Regions from separate parts of the Mus musculus genome. Here regions 1, 3 and 4 are each linked to region 2. The links are chromatin contacts, called in public Hi-C, capture Hi-C and promoter capture Hi-C maps. All regions are on one chromosome and are shown on one strand. Each heading gives the region's core, a stretch centred on a gene start, on an enhancer-like site or on the middle of the called end of the contact. The rest is flanking DNA. Distances are from core to core; before and after follow the strand shown.

The links. Promoter capture Hi-C pulls out the DNA fragments that hold promoters and counts their contacts. Hi-C and Micro-C count contacts between places; a contact is called where the count stands out from the background. Capture Hi-C pulls out chosen DNA fragments and counts their contacts.
Region 1: a contact with region 2 is called in a Hi-C map of CD8 T cells, with 6 times the contacts expected there. The contact joins the promoter of Usp15 here to the promoter of BC048403 in region 2. A contact is called at or near these places in 2 of 39 promoter capture datasets (the C10 cell line and pre-B cells), 2 of 484 Hi-C or Micro-C datasets (CD4 T cells and CD8 T cells), 2 of 115 datasets of contacts at active chromatin or transcription factors (pancreatic cancer cells and pro-B cells) and 1 of 9 other capture datasets (liver).
Region 3: a promoter capture Hi-C map of pre-B cells shows a contact between it and region 2, with 2.6 times the contacts expected there. The contact joins the promoter of Mon2 here to the promoter of BC048403 in region 2. A contact is called at or near these places in 2 of 39 promoter capture datasets (the C10 cell line and pre-B cells) and 2 of 484 Hi-C or Micro-C datasets (CD4 T cells and embryonic stem cells).
Region 4: a capture Hi-C map of macrophages shows a contact between it and region 2, with 3 times the contacts expected there. The contact joins the promoter of Tmbim4 here to the promoter of BC048403 in region 2. A contact is called at or near these places in 3 of 39 promoter capture datasets (liver, neutrophils and pre-B cells) and 1 of 9 other capture datasets (macrophages).

The regions. Positions count from the first base shown.
Region 1 is chr10:123,194,989-123,199,026 of GRCm38.p6, reverse strand. Usp15 (ubiquitin specific peptidase 15) reads left to right here and starts at 2,008. Exons shown (of 22, transcript NM_027604.4): 1 at 2,008-2,200. The coding sequence starts at 2,112. Gm4129 (a long non-coding RNA gene) reads right to left here. Exons shown (of 3, transcript XR_003949042.1): 1 at 2,017-4,038; 2 at 1.
Region 2 is chr10:121,737,779-121,741,575 of GRCm38.p6, reverse strand. BC048403 (cDNA sequence BC048403) reads right to left here and starts at 1,646. Exons shown (of 3, transcript NM_173022.3): 1 at 1,366-1,646. The coding sequence starts at 1,600.
Region 3 is chr10:123,073,959-123,078,249 of GRCm38.p6, reverse strand. It overlaps Mon2 (MON2 homolog, regulator of endosome to Golgi trafficking), which reads left to right and starts at 1,745. Exons shown (of 36, transcript NM_001163024.1): 1 at 1,745-2,398. The coding sequence starts at 2,288.
Region 4 is chr10:120,207,548-120,211,569 of GRCm38.p6, reverse strand. Tmbim4 (transmembrane BAX inhibitor motif containing 4) reads right to left here and starts at 2,744. Exons shown (of 7, transcript NM_026617.3): 1 at 2,628-2,744. The coding sequence starts at 2,724.

The sequences.
Region 1 (4,038 bases), core at 759-3,258, 1.5 Mb before region 2:
TCTAGAAAATAAATGCACTGCATGCTTTTAAAATCCTTTAAGATAAATATTATACTATTTAAATTTGTAAATAGACTACAGATTAAGTGTTGGCAGCTAGAGATCCGAAGCCATGTATGTATGAGGATACAGCATATTCTTTGCATACCAAGTTGTCTCTCTTTGAAAACTTACTTTGCTTTCCTTCACAGAGTGGTAGAAGATGGGGATGGGGGGTGTGGATATATAACAACTGAGAATGTCCATAGTTAGGAAAACTCGGTTTTATAATCAGGAGTGGTCAAATAACATAAGAAATAGCCGTAAATGGAAATGACTTTTAGACTCATTGAGGCTGAAGTAATACAAAGAGAGTACTGCGCAGAAACAAGCAGTCACATACTGACTCACTCAAGTATGACGCCAATACACACCGGTTGTGCTAGTTGTTTTCTATTGCTGCAACAAAGCATTCTGACCAAAGGCAACTTAGGAAAGAAAGGGTCTGGGTGGCTTACGCTAGGGGAAGGTCACAGCCAGAGCTCAACAGGAACCCAGAGCAGAGTACGTGGACGGACACTGCTTTTTATGGCTTGCTCAGCTTGTTTTCTTACACAACTCAGGACCACCTGCCCACAGTGGGTTTACCACACCGATCGTTAAACAAGAAAATGCTCCACTGACTCATCACAGGCTACTCTAAGGGAGGCAATCCCATAATTAAGGTTCCCCTCTTTCCAAGTGACTTTAGTTTCTGTCAAGCTGACAAACCCTAACCAGGGAAACACTGCTTTCTCTTGGATGGGCCAGCAGTCCTCACTAATGCAGGCACCCCCTTCCTTACTGAGTTTCCCACCAAAACTAGGAGGCTTAAAAAATGGAGAGACCATTGCCCATCCTTTAACTTGTCACCTACTGTTCTACTGAGGTAGCCGTCTTCATTCTTAGAAACAGCAGTTTTGCCTTAGTTAATTTTGAAACGTTTGCCTCAAATGGTGTAGAATGGTACTAGACCATTAAACCGCAGTGCACACACACACACACACACACACACACACACACACACACGCACACACACGCACACACACGCACACTCACACGCCAAATTATAAAGAGAACTTAGTTGCAGCTTTTACGGAGTTTGTATCTTAATTCAGCCTTTCATGGAGGTACTGAGTACTGGGGATTTGAAATCTGTGCGATAACCTTGCACTTCCAGTTGCCGTGTGACCTTGGCATTTGATTTTTAAGAGGCTCAATTTCCCCGTTTGTAATTGTTGCCTTCAAATGCAGCTTGTATTATCGAGTCTAACTTTAGGCATATACAACCATGAAATTTAATCTAGGGGAATGCTAATTTGACGCCCATGAGGTTTCTCCCACGTTTCTAACCCCCTTCAGTACCTGGCCTTATTCAATACATCTTTAACTGCTTGTTCACCTAGAAACTGGGACATGTTTTGCACTGCAGCTAACGTGTGTGTGTGTGTGTGTGTGTGTGTGTGTGTGTGTGTGTGTGTCCACGCGCGCTAGGAGGCGTCACAAAGAGCTTATGAAAGGTAGAAGTCCCTACAGACAGCAAGCATGGGAGAGCTGGGAAGAACCTAGGAAGGGCACTGCGCCCAAACCTTTGGTTTCAGAGCCCTCTTTGTGCCAATATTCAGTGGGCTTGGGCTCTGCGGCTGGAAAGGAAAAGCCCCAAGTCACGGAACTGCGCGCTTTCTGCCATGTCCCAGCCGGCCCCGCCCTCCAGTAGGAGTGAACCCGCAAAAACATGGGTTTGGAGGCGGCTGCGGCAAGAAAAGGGCCAGCATGGCAAGGAGAGTCCGAGCAGGGCAGGGCAAAGGCAGGGAGAGAAAGCGCGGCACCCGGTGAGAACCGTGCAAACTCAGAGGTCTGGGGCGGCGGCGGCGACCACGCCGTGCTGCGGGGCGTGCGGGGACCCGAGGGGGCAGCAGGGCGCAGGCGCGCACCCGCCGCGCTCCCCGCCGAGCCACGCCCCCAGACCCCCGCCCTCGCGCCCCATTTGGTACAGACCTGCCGGCGGGGCGGGGCCGGGGACGCCATTCCCACAATGCTCCGGGGCGTGCCGCCGCCGTCGCCGCCGCCTCCGCTACGGCTAGTGGAAGAAGATGGCGGAAGGCGGAGCGGCGGACCTGGACACCCAGCGTTCTGACATCGCGACGCTGCTCAAAACCTCGCTCCGGAAAGGGGACACCTGGTAGGGAACGGGGTCGCGGGGCCCGCGGGGGCCCGAGGCTGGCGGAGAGCTGGGCGGGAGCGGTGGGCTGGTGTCGCCGGCTGGTGACAGGTGCGGACAGGTCCGGCGGCGGCCGCTCAGGCAGCAGATTTTGGGGGCAAAGGTTGGACCGGCGCAGAGGGCCGGGGCTCGCGGTGGGCGGTGCGCGCCCGGGGCTGCGCGGAAGCGGCGGCCGGGGCTCGCGGGGCTCCGGGTCCTCCTCCCTCCGGCAGTGCCGCTCCCACTTGGGGCCTTGGCGGAGCCCGGGTGCAGTGGCTCGGCGTGAGCCTGCCTGCCGCTGGTTTTTTTTTTTTTTTTTTTTTTTTTTTTTTTTTTTTTGACAGATCCCGGTCGCGCCGCTCCTCCTCGCTCGCCCGCCGCGCTTCTCTGGTCACTCCTTCCCCGGCGTCGTCCGCACCCAAGTTCCCCATTATTCCGATCCTTGTAGTCTTCCGGGAGCCGGGCTTCAGGATGTTTGCGGCGGGGACCACACAGGTGGTGTGTGTCAGGGCTCCGCTGAAAAGGAAACCCCTAATTTCCACTTCCTTGTCAAAAAGGAGGGAGCGGTGTAGGGACCTTGTTTTTTTAATTTTTTTTTCTTGAGAGAGAGAGAGAGAGAGAGAGAGAGAGAGAGAGAGAGAGAGAGAGAGAGAGAGGCACCACGTGGTCCTGTGCTTTGCTCCTGGCTCGATAGGAGCCGGCAGCGCTTCTGTTTGGAAGTGCAGCCCTTCCCTCCGGTTTGAAGGATAACGTAGGCCTGCAGAAAGTAGATAAGTCCACTTGAAGCTTAAAGGCTTGCTCATATTCAAACTTGTAAAATGCCAAAATAAGAGGGTACTGTACCTAAATAACTAGAGGAAGCATGTACAAAATTTAACACTCGTCAGCCAAAGCAGTTAACTTACAGAATTATTTAAATAAAGGGAAAGTTCTGTTTTAGGGGAAGGGCAGTGTGCCTGTGTGTTCTTTCGTTCTTTCTTTCTTTCTTTCTTTCTTCCTAAGTTACTTTTCCTTCCTTCTGTCTCCGTACTAGTGGTTTATAGCGTCTCAAGTGCCTGTTAGGTACTCCAGTGTGGCTAGTGGAAAGAGACTTAAGACCTGATTTATTCACAGTTCTCAAGTGCTTGTTAGGCACTCCAGTGTGGCGCGGTGGAAAGAGACTTAGACCTGATTTATTCACAGGTCCACCTCATACTTTGCAGTGTGACTTGGAAGCAAATTCATCCAAGCCATTGAGCCTCCGCATCTCCATCTGTTCAAAGAGCAATAACGATGTTATTGTGTTTGCTCTATATTAATTCAGCTAAATATTCTGAACTATCTGGTATTCATGAAATACTAAGTTTTAGTGATCTTTTTTATTTCTGCCATTAATTCCAGACAAGTGCTGTGGGGTTGGAATCATTTTCGAGTTAGCTAATAGGCGACAGCTGGGGGACCTGAATTGAAGTTCTTGGATCCTTAGTTTGTAAGACGGCAAACACTTTGTGTAATTAAGAACCTTGATGATGGAAAACACACTTGTTGCATTACAGCCTTGCAGAGGCTTAAGTCATTATTGCTTATAGTCTGCTTTTGTTTTTCTTACGGAGTTTATTGCTGAGAAGAAATCGGGCATTCCCTAGAACACCTATGCTCCCCTTGGCCTGTGCGATCTTAACAGATAAATTCAAGCTTCTTCTCTCTGGTATATTGAAGAACATTTTTTAAAAACCAATTCACTCATTTATTGTATCATACAAATATAAATATGACTACCGATAAAATAGAAATATTTTTTAGAATGTGGATAGTTTTCTCACTAATGTTTTTCTGTTGAG
Region 2 (3,797 bases), core at 397-2,896:
ACATATGGGGAGGATAATCCTATGGATGGGCTCAAACAACAATAAAGTTAAGAATCATGGTACCTGGGTCAATCATTGTTTTTATAGGGAGGAAGCCTAAAACATCTCAAACTGCCAGAATATTATCCACCTTCGATATTACTGCTAGAATGTATCATATATATGATATATATCAAATGCATACATGAATAGTCATCATATAAATAATATTTGTACATGCTTTGAATAAAGGATATATATACATATATATGTATATATATATATATACACACACACACACACACACACACACACACTCAATCTGGTTATTCAAGGCAGGTGTGTTCAGGTTTGAGACCCACCACCTCCCATAAAATGCATACCCAACTCACTACACTGTAGAAAACAGGACAGTAACCCTGTAATAGCAATTGCACCTTTGGGCCCATTAGAGAAAAACAGAGTAAAATCTCTGGCCACTTTTTACCAATAACTAAGTAACAATCATTTGAAAAGCTACAGGCCTTATCATCTCAGAAAGTCCTTTGCCCAGAGTGTTTACCAAACGTTCAGTATTCAGCGAGCTACCTGGCAATAGAAGGGGATCAACTCTATATGTAACGTACACTCTCACTCTCTTTGATGCCAGAGATGTGTATCCTTCACTCACGAAAGGCCCTCCAACTTGTAATAACTAAAGGGTCAAGAAGAAACCTAAGTATTACAACTGCCTATTCCAATTTTTTGGTAGTCAGCTATCATTTGTCATTATTATTAAAGGTAATACTTTGAATGCACAGCCCTTGGCTTTTATGAAGCCGACTGTTTCTTGTAGTGGTAGTCCTGCATCTTATTTTGAGGGTTAAAATTTACATGAGGACTAGCAGTGTTCACTATCCTGTCCCTTAACGCTTCTCCAGTTAAGGTTTTGCATAATTCCTGCCCTTCCTGGCCAGGATCTGAAGAGGGGACAGGACGCCCCTCTGTATAAGAGGCCAGACAAAATAGCATTTATTAACACACCTAGCTTCCATCGCCTGCTTTTGCTCCTCAGACCGCAGTGAGGTCTAACTAGTGAGTTAGAACGGGGACACAGAACTTGGTTAACTTGTCATTTATGAAACCAGTCCATGCACGGTGCAAAACCGTAAACCCACGGGGTTTGGAGCATGCCCAGGGAAGAGCATCCTCCCAGTCCACCTAGGCAGCGATGGCACAGGCCGGTGGGCGGAGCTTGCGGCACACTAGGGAAGAAGGGGCACCGGTGGGAGGAGACCTGGGCAGAGTGGAGCCTGCCGCTGGGAGTGACGAGGCACCCAAGCCAAGCAGACCAGGCAGCGCACCCCCTTTCCTTCCTCCTCAGGGGCAGGGGCGGGGCGGAGGTACCTAGTTTCTGCCCCAGGTAGGTGAGGCTGTGATAGACCTTCTCAGCCGCGGCCAGGTGCGCCAAGGCCGCCAGCAGCGACAGCCAGCTGCCCCCCGCGCTCTTGTTGGCCTCTCGTTCCTTCTCCACATTGTCCTTGGCCTTGTCGTAAGAGAAGATACCCAGGTGAGAGAAGAACGTCTCCAGCACCGCCTGTTCCACCGGCACCGGGGCGGCTAGCGGGATAGACTCCCCCATGCGACCTGCGCGCCAGCTCCACCCACGTGGCTCCGCTCGCACTTCCGGGTTCTGAGGGGGACGCGCGTGCGCAGCTGCGTGCGTGCGCGTGCCCGCGGCGGGGCGGGCGAGCCGGCTGGCGGCGGGATGCTCCCGGGGCTCGCAGAGGGCGTGGCGGAGGTGAAAGGTGGAGGTGGCTACCAAGCCTAGGAACCTGAGCTTCCAGAGCCAGAGACCTGCAGCGGAGCCACCTCCAGCCCCGGGACGTCTCCTGCCCTCCGGAGGCCCCTGGAGGCCAGCGCCTTAGCGCGGATGACGTCACACGGGCTTGACGTCAGCTCTTGCGTGTCCATCAGAGCCAGAAGCCTTATCAGCCCTTACACCACCAAGGTTGTCAGATGGAAGCCAGACAGGAGTTCATAGCTAGTCGCCTAGTTTTCAAACCGACACACGCCATCAGTTAACATACCTGGCTAAGTCAGATCTGCATGAGTCGGTCAGCTTCCAGAGCTACAACTCTCTTCAGAGTTGCCCATCCATCTCCAACTCCATGAAGCTTCCTTGCGGGGGTTCTCAGAGTCAGGAATGACTTCCCATGAAATCGGTGCATTTTGTCATGCAGTTTCTTCACACGTTCATACGACATTTAAGAACACTAAACCATCTCAGCTCACAAGTGTGCTTTGAAATATTTCACGTATAAATTGTACGAATTAGAGAGTTTCACTGGGACATTTCCACGCATGAATATATCATGCTTTGACCATGTCCATCTCTCCTTCTCTCTCTTACACTCCTCTCTTCATCTTCCTTTGGCTTTCTTCCCAGTCCCTAAAAGTCCTTCTTCTCACATAATGCAAACCTAGGAAAAATAGTCACAGGGTATGCCAGACAAAGGGCTAATGTTTTAAGTTTTAATGGGCCAAGATCTCTTTCTAACCAGTAAAAACGAGAGGTTATGGACCTGTTGAGATGACTGTGTAGGGGCACTCGCTGCCCTGCCTGAGGCTCTGAGTCAGATGCTAGAAACCTACATGAGGAGTGCTGAGTCCTGCACGTTATCCCCTGACTTCCACATGAGCACGCAGGTATACTCACACAAAAACACGTGTTTGAAAGGCTATGTACATACTAGTCTCAAGAGAAATATGAAATGCAATTTTTATACCCAATTGAACCATTCAAAAGAATGCAGGCTAACTACTATACTCCTTATGAAGTGAAACTTCTTTCTGCTGAAGGGTCTGTGTAGAGAGAGTTGGTCTTGAATAGTCCGAGGCCTCTGCCTACTGTGTGTCAATGATACCCAGACCCAAAATAAGTTTCAAATATTGTTATGTGGGCTGGAGAGATGGCTCAGCAGTTAAGAGCACTGACTGTTCTTCTGGAGGTCCTGAGTTCAAATCCCGGCAACCACATGGTGGCTCACAACCATCTGTAATGAGATCAGACGCCCTCTTCTGGTGTGTGTGAAGACAGCTACAGTGTACTTACATATAATAAATAAATAAATCTTTGGGCCAGAGTGAGTGGGGCTGGAACAAGCAGGAATGTGTGTGTGTGTGTGTGTGTGTGTGTGTGTGTGTGTGTGTGTGTGTTGTAGGGGCATGTGTTCACATGAGTGTGTGCCTGTGTGTTTGAGTGCACATACTCAGTATGTGCTTTCATGTAGAGACCGGATATTATTGTTTCAGGTGTCTTTCTTAATTTTCCCCTCCCTTTTTCTTTAACACGGGTCACTCGTTGAGCCTAGAGCCCACAGATTGTTTAGGTTAGCTAGCCTATGAGCTCGAGGGATCCAACAGTCTTGACCCACCCACAGCCCAGGTTACAAACATTTGTCTCAAGCCCAGCTTTTATGGAGGATCTGATTTTAGGTCCTTGCACAGCAGTCACTTATGGACCGACCCACCTCCCAACCCTGCCCCCACAGCCCCCAAACAAAATTTCAAGGGCTGCTATATATAGTGTGAAGGTACTCTTATTATGCACTGCAGTCATGACTATAACTTGGCTTGACATGTCTAGATTACAGATAGCAGGGCCTGTTAGTATTGCAGGTGTACACTGACTACAGTATTGACTGTAGACACCACCGAGTCCATTAGATCAGAGGAGCAGAGCATCACTCGTCTATTGAGTGAAAGTTTCTACCCTTTATCCACATGACCATTTCTCCCAACCTCCGACCACTTGCAAGTCCCATTCTACTGTTTCT
Region 3 (4,291 bases), core at 496-2,995, 1.3 Mb before region 2:
GCAGAGGCAGAGGCAGAGGAGGCAGAGGCAAAGGCAGAGGCAGAGAGGCAGAGGCAGAGGCAGGCAGAGCTCTGTGAGTCTGAGGCTGGCCTGGTCTACCTAGTGAGTTTTAGGACATCCAGAGCTACACAGTGAGACCCTGTCTCAAAGAAAACAAAACAAAACAACAACAACAACAAAAGCAAAACAAAATTTCAACTTGAATTCCTCAACTCTACAAAGGTGTCAAAGATGAAAGAAAATTATTTTCAGTAAGTTGTGCCAAAGCTATCTATAATAAACCCAAAACATTGTGTTAGAATCTGTGTTAGTAGCCCAGTTATTAGATCATTTCAGAAAACTTCAAAATACAGCTCCCAACTCAAAGAAAGTAAGACCTAATCTGTTCTGTAGCCCAACATGAAGGACCAAGGCTCAGGAAGACAGATTCAGGTTGCCCCCAAACACCACCATCCAACACAGTAGCATTTTCATAAAGTTTTTATAACAAAGCAAAGACTCCCTTAAGGCATTTGACAAATGCATTAGAGCAGGGGTTCTCAGCCTTCCTAACGCTGCCACCATTTAACACAGTTCCTCATGTTGTGCTGACTCCCAACCAGAAAATTATCTTCAATACTACTTCGTAACTGTAATCTTGCTACTGTTATGAACAATAGCATAAATATCTGACGGTCTTAGGCCACCCACCCCTGTGAAAGGGTAGTTCCACTCAGAGGTTGAGAACATCAGGTAGGTGAGTTACAGCAAAACTGGAAACTTTCTGTCACGCCCCTCAGGGACTATCTGATAGTGATCGCCTTTGAGTCATTGGAAGTTAGGAATCTGATGGCACATTCCAAAAAAAAAAAAAAAAAAAAAAAAAAAAAAAAAAAAAGACAAGGGTGTTAGGTCAAACACAGAGATGACAGTAAGTGGATACCTGGGGGCAAAAGATAACCAAGATAGTTAGATTCTAGACTTGCAACATTCCATCTTCCCATAATCAAGACGTTCCAATCAGTCTCACAGACATAGCTTAACACAGACATAGCTTCCTCCTCTTCCAACTTCAATCCACACAGGCTGGCTTTGCTCATCCGAACAATACGCTGAAATTATTTCTGCTTCCTGCTTATTACAACAGAGAAATGTCTTGGGCAAAAATAGACTCACCTGGAACATCGAAAAAGCTCACGTTAGTTTTTGCCTTACATTTATTTGGCACTTCTGATCTAATGAATTGGTTCCTTATTTGAGCGTCAATTACCTAGTATGTTCTAGGTATACAGTCAGGGAGGTGGGTGGGTGGGGCGGGGAGATAACAAAAACAAAGCAAAATAAAAACATAAAAGGGATCTGTCGGTGGAAGGCGGGGAGGGGGCGGGGAGCAGGAGGAGTCTTGTTAACAGATAAGGAAAATCAGGGACGACTCCGCAGTTAAATAAACCAAAGTCAGTCGATTTGGATAACTCCGCAGGATTGTCGTTTAGGTTCCCCAGGCCGGGGAGGTAGGAGCAAGACGCTGATTTGTGTTTTAAGTCAGGGGGGTGGGGATCAAGGAGGCAGAAGTGACGGACAAGACAAATTCATTTTTTAAAAAAAGCAAATATTTATAGCAGAAGAGAATGGATCACAAACAGACGTAGGGAGACACCTCCGATCATCCCCAGGTTACCAGCCAGCCAAAAAAAACAGGACGCGCCTGCGCAGCTGTGCCGGCCACCTGCGTCGACGGCGGGGGCGGGGTCCGCACTGCCCAGCTGGAGCTCGTTCTGGGCTTCTCGCTCGGCCCCGCCCCTCCAGAGACTCGCCTCCGGATTGGCCCGGGCGGGGGCGGGGCCCGGAGTCCGGAAGTGCGGCTGACGTGTCCGGGCCGCGCTCGGAATTGTGGGCGACTGGGCTAATGGCGTCGGCGGGTCTGGGCACCCGGGGCGGGCATCGCTGAAGCTTGTGGCCAGCTCGGCCGGTGACGCCCGCCGTGGCCAGGCCCCGCGGCAGCGGGAGGGACCTGCCCGTCTGGTGGGCTCCTGAGCCGGCGCCGGTGGAGCCTGGTGGGGCTGCACCGCTGCGGGCAGGTTTCGGCGAGCGGCCGGCGGCGGTGCGGGGCGGCCCGGGGGGAACTCGGGCACGCCTCGGGAGACGCAGCCCGGCTCCGGCCGTGCGCCCGCCCGCCCGCCCGCCCGCCGAGCCCTGGGCCCCGGCTAAGGAAGACTGAGGAGCCGCCGGCTGGCTGCGGGCCGCGCAAGCTGCTGACAGTGCCTGCTTGGTAGTGCTGGTCCCAGATCGGCGGTGACCTGGAGGGACCATGTCCTGCACCAACAGCCCCGAGGCTGTGAAGAAGCTGCTGGAGAATATGCAGAGCGACCTGCGGGCCTTGTCACTAGAATGCAAGAAGAAGTTCCCACCTGTCAAGGAGGTAGGTCCCAGGCGACGTCAGGGGCGGGGGGGGGGAACGTCACGAGCGCTCCCTGGTCCTCGTAGACCGCTTTCCTCGATTCCCCAACACCTATACTAATTTTCATTCCGCCAGTTAAGTTTGGTGATTGCCCAGCAAAGGCTGTTCGTAGAATTCTTTTGAGAGTTCCAAGGAGATTTGATTTCTTCCATTCTCTTGTTATGTTTATTTCGGAGCGAAGTTCCATGAGTGAGCCGGTTTGGTGACACTCGAGTCAGGTATATTGCTCCTAAGAATGAGTATCCACCGCTGTAGCGGAATCCGTTCTCCATACTTAGGTGGGCATAGTGTGTGGGAACATTTCCTTCTTGTCTGTGTTATTCAGCCCACCTAAAAATCTAATCGTCGTGATAAACTAGAGCCCCAAATTACAGCAAATGGTCAAGGCCTACGATAACCATGTTAAGCCCTGCACAAGCAGTATTCTAGTAGGATGCTTTGCAAAACAAATATATCTGAGTATATATAGCCTCTTGGGTGCATAATTTGTTGTTGTTGTTGTTGTTGTTGTTGTTGTTTTTCAGCTGTAGAATAGCTGAAAATTGTGGTACCAGTATAGGAGACCGGGTGTGGTAGCCAAACTTTTAGCTCCAATACTCAGATGCGAGTGGATCTCTGTGAGTTAGAGAGTGGACACCAGGACAACCAGGGTACATAAAGAGACCTTGTTTCCAAAACCGATGGTGGTGATGGTGATGATGACTGGGGCTCACAGGACGAGTATCAGGGAGCTCAATGTATGCTAATAAAATTTTCCAGATATTGAATTGAAAAATTGAGTTTAGTCACTAATGCCTGACTTTTTTCTTTTAAGATTCCATTTTTGTTGAAATATTTTAAAAACTGCCCTTTCACATTTTTAAACTATTGTAGTTCAGGGGTCAGGCTCGGCAGTTAAGAGCACTTGCTGCTCTTCCAGAAGTCCCTTGTTCAATTCCCAGCACCTACATGGTGGCTCACAATCTTGTGTAATTCCAGTTTCAAGGGATCTGACCTCTTTCTTCTGGTCTCCAAAGACACCAGGCACACATGTGGTGTGCAGGCATACCTACAAGCAAAACACCCATACAAATATAACAAAAATGAATACATCTAAAAAAAAACTTTAAAAATAGTGTAGTTCAAAGATATGTAAAAATAGTTAATTTTATTTCCTAGTTAATATAGCTTACTTAGTATACCTGAAATTTTATCATACTACTTGCTATTAAATGTTACAGAGTGAGTTCATATTTTTCTACTTACAACTATCTTTATGAATACTGTAAGAAGTTTTATAATTAGAACTTGACTAGTAAAGTTTAGAATGCAGACTTGTCAGGAATCTTGAAATTTTCCATGAGTGCCTTGCTTTTACCTGTTTGTTCCAGTTACCTTTAGTCCCAGCACTTGGGAGGCAGAGGCAGGTGGATTTCTGAGTTCAACGCCAGTCTGGTCTACAAAGTGAGTTCCAGGACAGCCAGGGCTACACAGAGAAACCCTGTCTCGAAAAACAAACAAAAAAAAAAAAAAAAAGAAAAAAAAAAAAAAGAAAAAAAAAAAGGAAAAAAAAAAAGAAAAAAGAAAACATCAAATCCTACTGTCATTTCAGCAGTAATTTATAGAGCTGTGGCTGTTCCCAGTCCTAGTGAATCATGTTAAGAGCTGTGGCTCCTCTGTGCTATTGGCTTCTGTGCTTTAACCTTGGAATTTAATTGATATCGTCTGTGGTATTTTTATTGGGAAAAACCACTCTTCCAGCAGGTAAGTTACAAAGTTCTAGAACTCACCACATTCCTAGTCCTGGAGCTCTCATGGCAGCTCCTTAGTTTCTCCTAGATCACTGCCTAGACAGCTACTTGGTAATTGCTTCCA
Region 4 (4,022 bases), core at 1,495-3,994, 1.5 Mb after region 2:
CACTGGTGGGAGTCAGTTTTCTTCCCCCACAGCTTCTAGTAAGTTGCCTACCTAGTGGCCTAGGTAGATGTCCCATTCCCATGCGAAAGTGGGTAGTACTGAGTGGATTCCCTGTATTAAACAAACAAACAAACAAACAAACAAATGGATAGGAAGGTGAGAAAAGGTTGTTGGAGGGAGTGGGGCTGGGCAGGATACACTGTATACATGTATGGAACTGTCAAAGAATAAATTTGAAATATTGGCTTAAAAAAAAAATGAAATCCTGCAATCCAAAAGCCATGATTCAAACGGATTCAAATGGATCACCAGAGAAGCTATGAGCAGTTGATGACTCCTGGGGGTGTGGCGTGAGTATGAATGGCCCCTATAGGCTCTTATATTTAAATGCTTAGTAACCAGGGAATGGAACTATTTGAAAGGATTAGAAGGATTAGGAGGCATGGCTTCGTTGGAGGCAGTGTGTCACTAGGGGTGGGCTTTGAGGTTTCAAAAGCCCAGAATGAGCCCTGAGTCTGTCTCATTCTTTGCTATGGATCAGGGTGTAACTCTCAGGTACTGCTCTAGCACCTGCCTGCACGCTGCCATGCTCCACGCCATGATGATAGTGGACTGAGCCTCTCAAACTGTAAGCATGTCCCCAATGAAATGTTTTCCCTTGTAAGAGTTGCCATGGTCATGGTGTCTTTTCACAGCAATAGAGCAGTGACTAAGACAGGGAGAGCCAGTTTCCTTCTACAACACTATGTGGCTACCCATGCTGTATGTCCTACCACCATGCTCATGGCGGCAGCCCTGCTGGACTCAGTGGGTTTTGTTTTTAACAAGGAGCACATGAAGTTCAGAGGGAAAAGCAGTGCAGGGATAAGGAGGAACTGAGGGGCTGGGGTGGGGGGGATAGATGTGATCAACGCACATCAAGTGCATGTGCTAAATGCTCAAACAACAAAGTACTTTTCAAAATGGGTACTATCAAGGGAATGAAAGGACAGGCCACAGATTGGGAGACAATATTTGCAAAAGATATACCCGGTAAGCAAAGCAAAACAAAACAAACAAACAAAAACAAACAAAACAAAAAACAAAAAAAAAAAAAAAGAAAGAGAGAAAACCTATTAAAATTGCCCAAATCCAAATTAATTAATGACTGCACCAAATTATGGCATGGATGAAGAAGAATTCATTCTTTGTTGCTAGGAATGCAGGGTCACAGTCTAGTGGTTTCTTACAGTACAAAGTCCACTCTTGTGTACCACCCAGCTACCATGCGCCTAGGTATTTATCTAAATGAGTTGAAACTATGTACACACAAATACACACACACACACACACACAAAACCCAGGGGAGTTTGCAAAACAGTTTTATCCATAACTGCCCAAATGCTTGAGCATTCAAGAGAACGACCTTGAGTTGAAGAAAGAAAAGTACTCAGGCACAAAGAGAAAGCAGAGGACGCTTCTATAGCAAGGGCTAGTCAGCAATCCGGCCACGGAGGATAGGGGTGGGGAATCGTAAGTACACACGGCAGTACCAAGTGAATAATGTAGATCTGAAGAGGAAAAAAATAAATAAAACACCCAACACACATGATCTTAACTACGTGGCATTCTGGACTAGGCCTGAGAGAAAGGAAGAATGACAGTCGGACACACATACACTATGACATGGGTGAGCTTTGAAGACATTAATAGAAACATGCCAGTCACAACGGCTAACATGTATGATTTCTTTTTTACTGAGGCAGTTCTAACCGTTTCATAAAGACTGAAGAAATGGGAGTTGCCCAGGGCAGAGGAGGCTGGCAATGGCGAGTTACTTATGGATACAATTTCACTTTTGCTTTGAAAGATGACTAAGTTCTGGCTGGATAGGAAATACCACAGGGCGACAAAACATTACTGCTTGGTACCTCAAAGGTGTCTAGGGTAGCAATTTTTTGGCTACCAGTACTTTTTCATAATGAATATATTTTAAAAGCTGAGCTCACTTGTCAAAATAATTTCAAAATTCATTACAGGAATATCGGGCTAGGTAAGTACCAAGATTCTAGATGCGTCAGAACCACCTTCATTTTTTTTTTTTTTTTTTAAATCCAGAACCGGTTTGAGCTGCCCAGGCAGGTCCATTTCTGTAAAGTGACCTTTGGTGGACAGTGAATTCCGCTTCGTTACGCGTCAACGAACAGCCTAAACTCAAAGTAATAACTTTGAGTCGCCGTGACTTTATGCGTCGGTCTGGGAAACTTCTCAGTCATCACACACACGTATGCCGAGTTCTGTACCCCACGGGGAGACAGTAATGACTAGGATGGTAAGGTCTCAGCACGGGGAACAAATAAATGAGGGCATCAGCCCGTGATTTCCAATGCTTGATATGGATCCTCCTGGTGTGCTGACCCCAAACATGCAATTATATCTGTCCCTACTCCAGAACTGTAATTTTGCTACTGTCACGAATCGTAATGTAAATATCTGATGTGCAGATGGCCTTAGGCGACCCCCTGTGAAAGGGTCCCGCTTGCGACCCTCAGGTTGAGGACCGCTGACCTAGGCGACCCGGCCCACACCTCTAGAAGACAACTATGTCTCCCTCTGGTCACTTGGTCCCCCTGACCCCCGCCACATACCCATGCGGATGTGCACGCTGGCCGACGCCACGCAGCTGCCGTAGTTGAAGTCATCCTCGATGGACGAGCGGGGATAGCCCGGGTCCGTGTCGGCCATGTCGCCAGCAGTGCCCGCCCGCACCTGCCCCGGCCGAAGTGGGAGCCTACACTGACCACAACCGCCTTCACCCACTTCCGGGATGGCCGCCAGACAGAACTAGCCGAACTGCCTCTCTGCAGCGAGCGCCGAACCAGTCGATCGCTCCCATGGAAAAGTCTCCACTAGGAGAGGAGGTTGCTTTCTAGTAGGAGACAGATTGCTCTCTCCCACGTCATCGCAAGGGAGTTTTTTCTAGGATTTTCTTTAAAAGTTCCTCTAGGCCTCTAGAGAATCTCTTCCAGAAAGAGTGCTAAACAAGATAGAAAGATTACGGTATCAATCAACAACCTCTCATTAATTCACTTCAATACTTGGTCCAGGAATGCACTTTTAAGTAAAATTATTTTAAAGCAACATTTAGGCCTTCATTTATTGACCATTTCTTTTAAAACAGACCCCCCCCCCTGCTTTTAAAGTTAAATAATCCTTCATCTTGAAAGACAAGTAGGAATCCACCCCCACCCCCATCCCACCCCCACCCCATGGGCGTAATTCAGGTTTTCACGGATTCGATGTTTGTGAATTGAGAGGGCAAAGTCATCGTGGTGGTGTACAGGACAAGTGCCAAAGAATGAGGCTGGACAGATGAACAAAGGCAAGACCACTGAATGCCAAATATAGAATTCGTGACCGAAACCAAAACCAAAGGAAGAAGGACAGAGAAAGTGGCGATAACAAAATGCATCTGTCATGACACTATTGCAAGCATGAGGTGTAGACTCGCCAAAGAAATATTCCAGGACACCACTAACTTTATTTATCTTTATTGTTTTAAGGGTCTCAATATGCATCTAGCTGCCGTGAGACTCATTATGTAGACCAGACTGGTCTTGAACTCAGAGATCCACCTGCCTCTGTCTCATGAGTGCTGGGATTAAAGGCGTACCAACCGGCCCACTTGTAATTATTTCTATGAGTTTACTTTGACTCATCCCAAAGACAGCAAGTGGGATTCAAAATATTGAAGAACTGTCTATTCTAAAACTAAAAATGTAATATTTTCAGGAAACTTTTTTCAGATATGTTCCACAATAACAAGAATGAAACATGCTTAGCTTTTTATTATTTTTTAAACATGTTGTTACTCACTTCAATAAAGGTAAGAATAGTATTTATTATAGAAGGCAAACTGGAGAAGAATTGGCAACCATCTTTTTATTATCTAAAGACAACACCAATATCTCATTCAGAAAAAAATAATTCTAGCTAGATTGTGCCCCCTATGTGAAAGACAAAATATTAGAACTTAAAGTTAT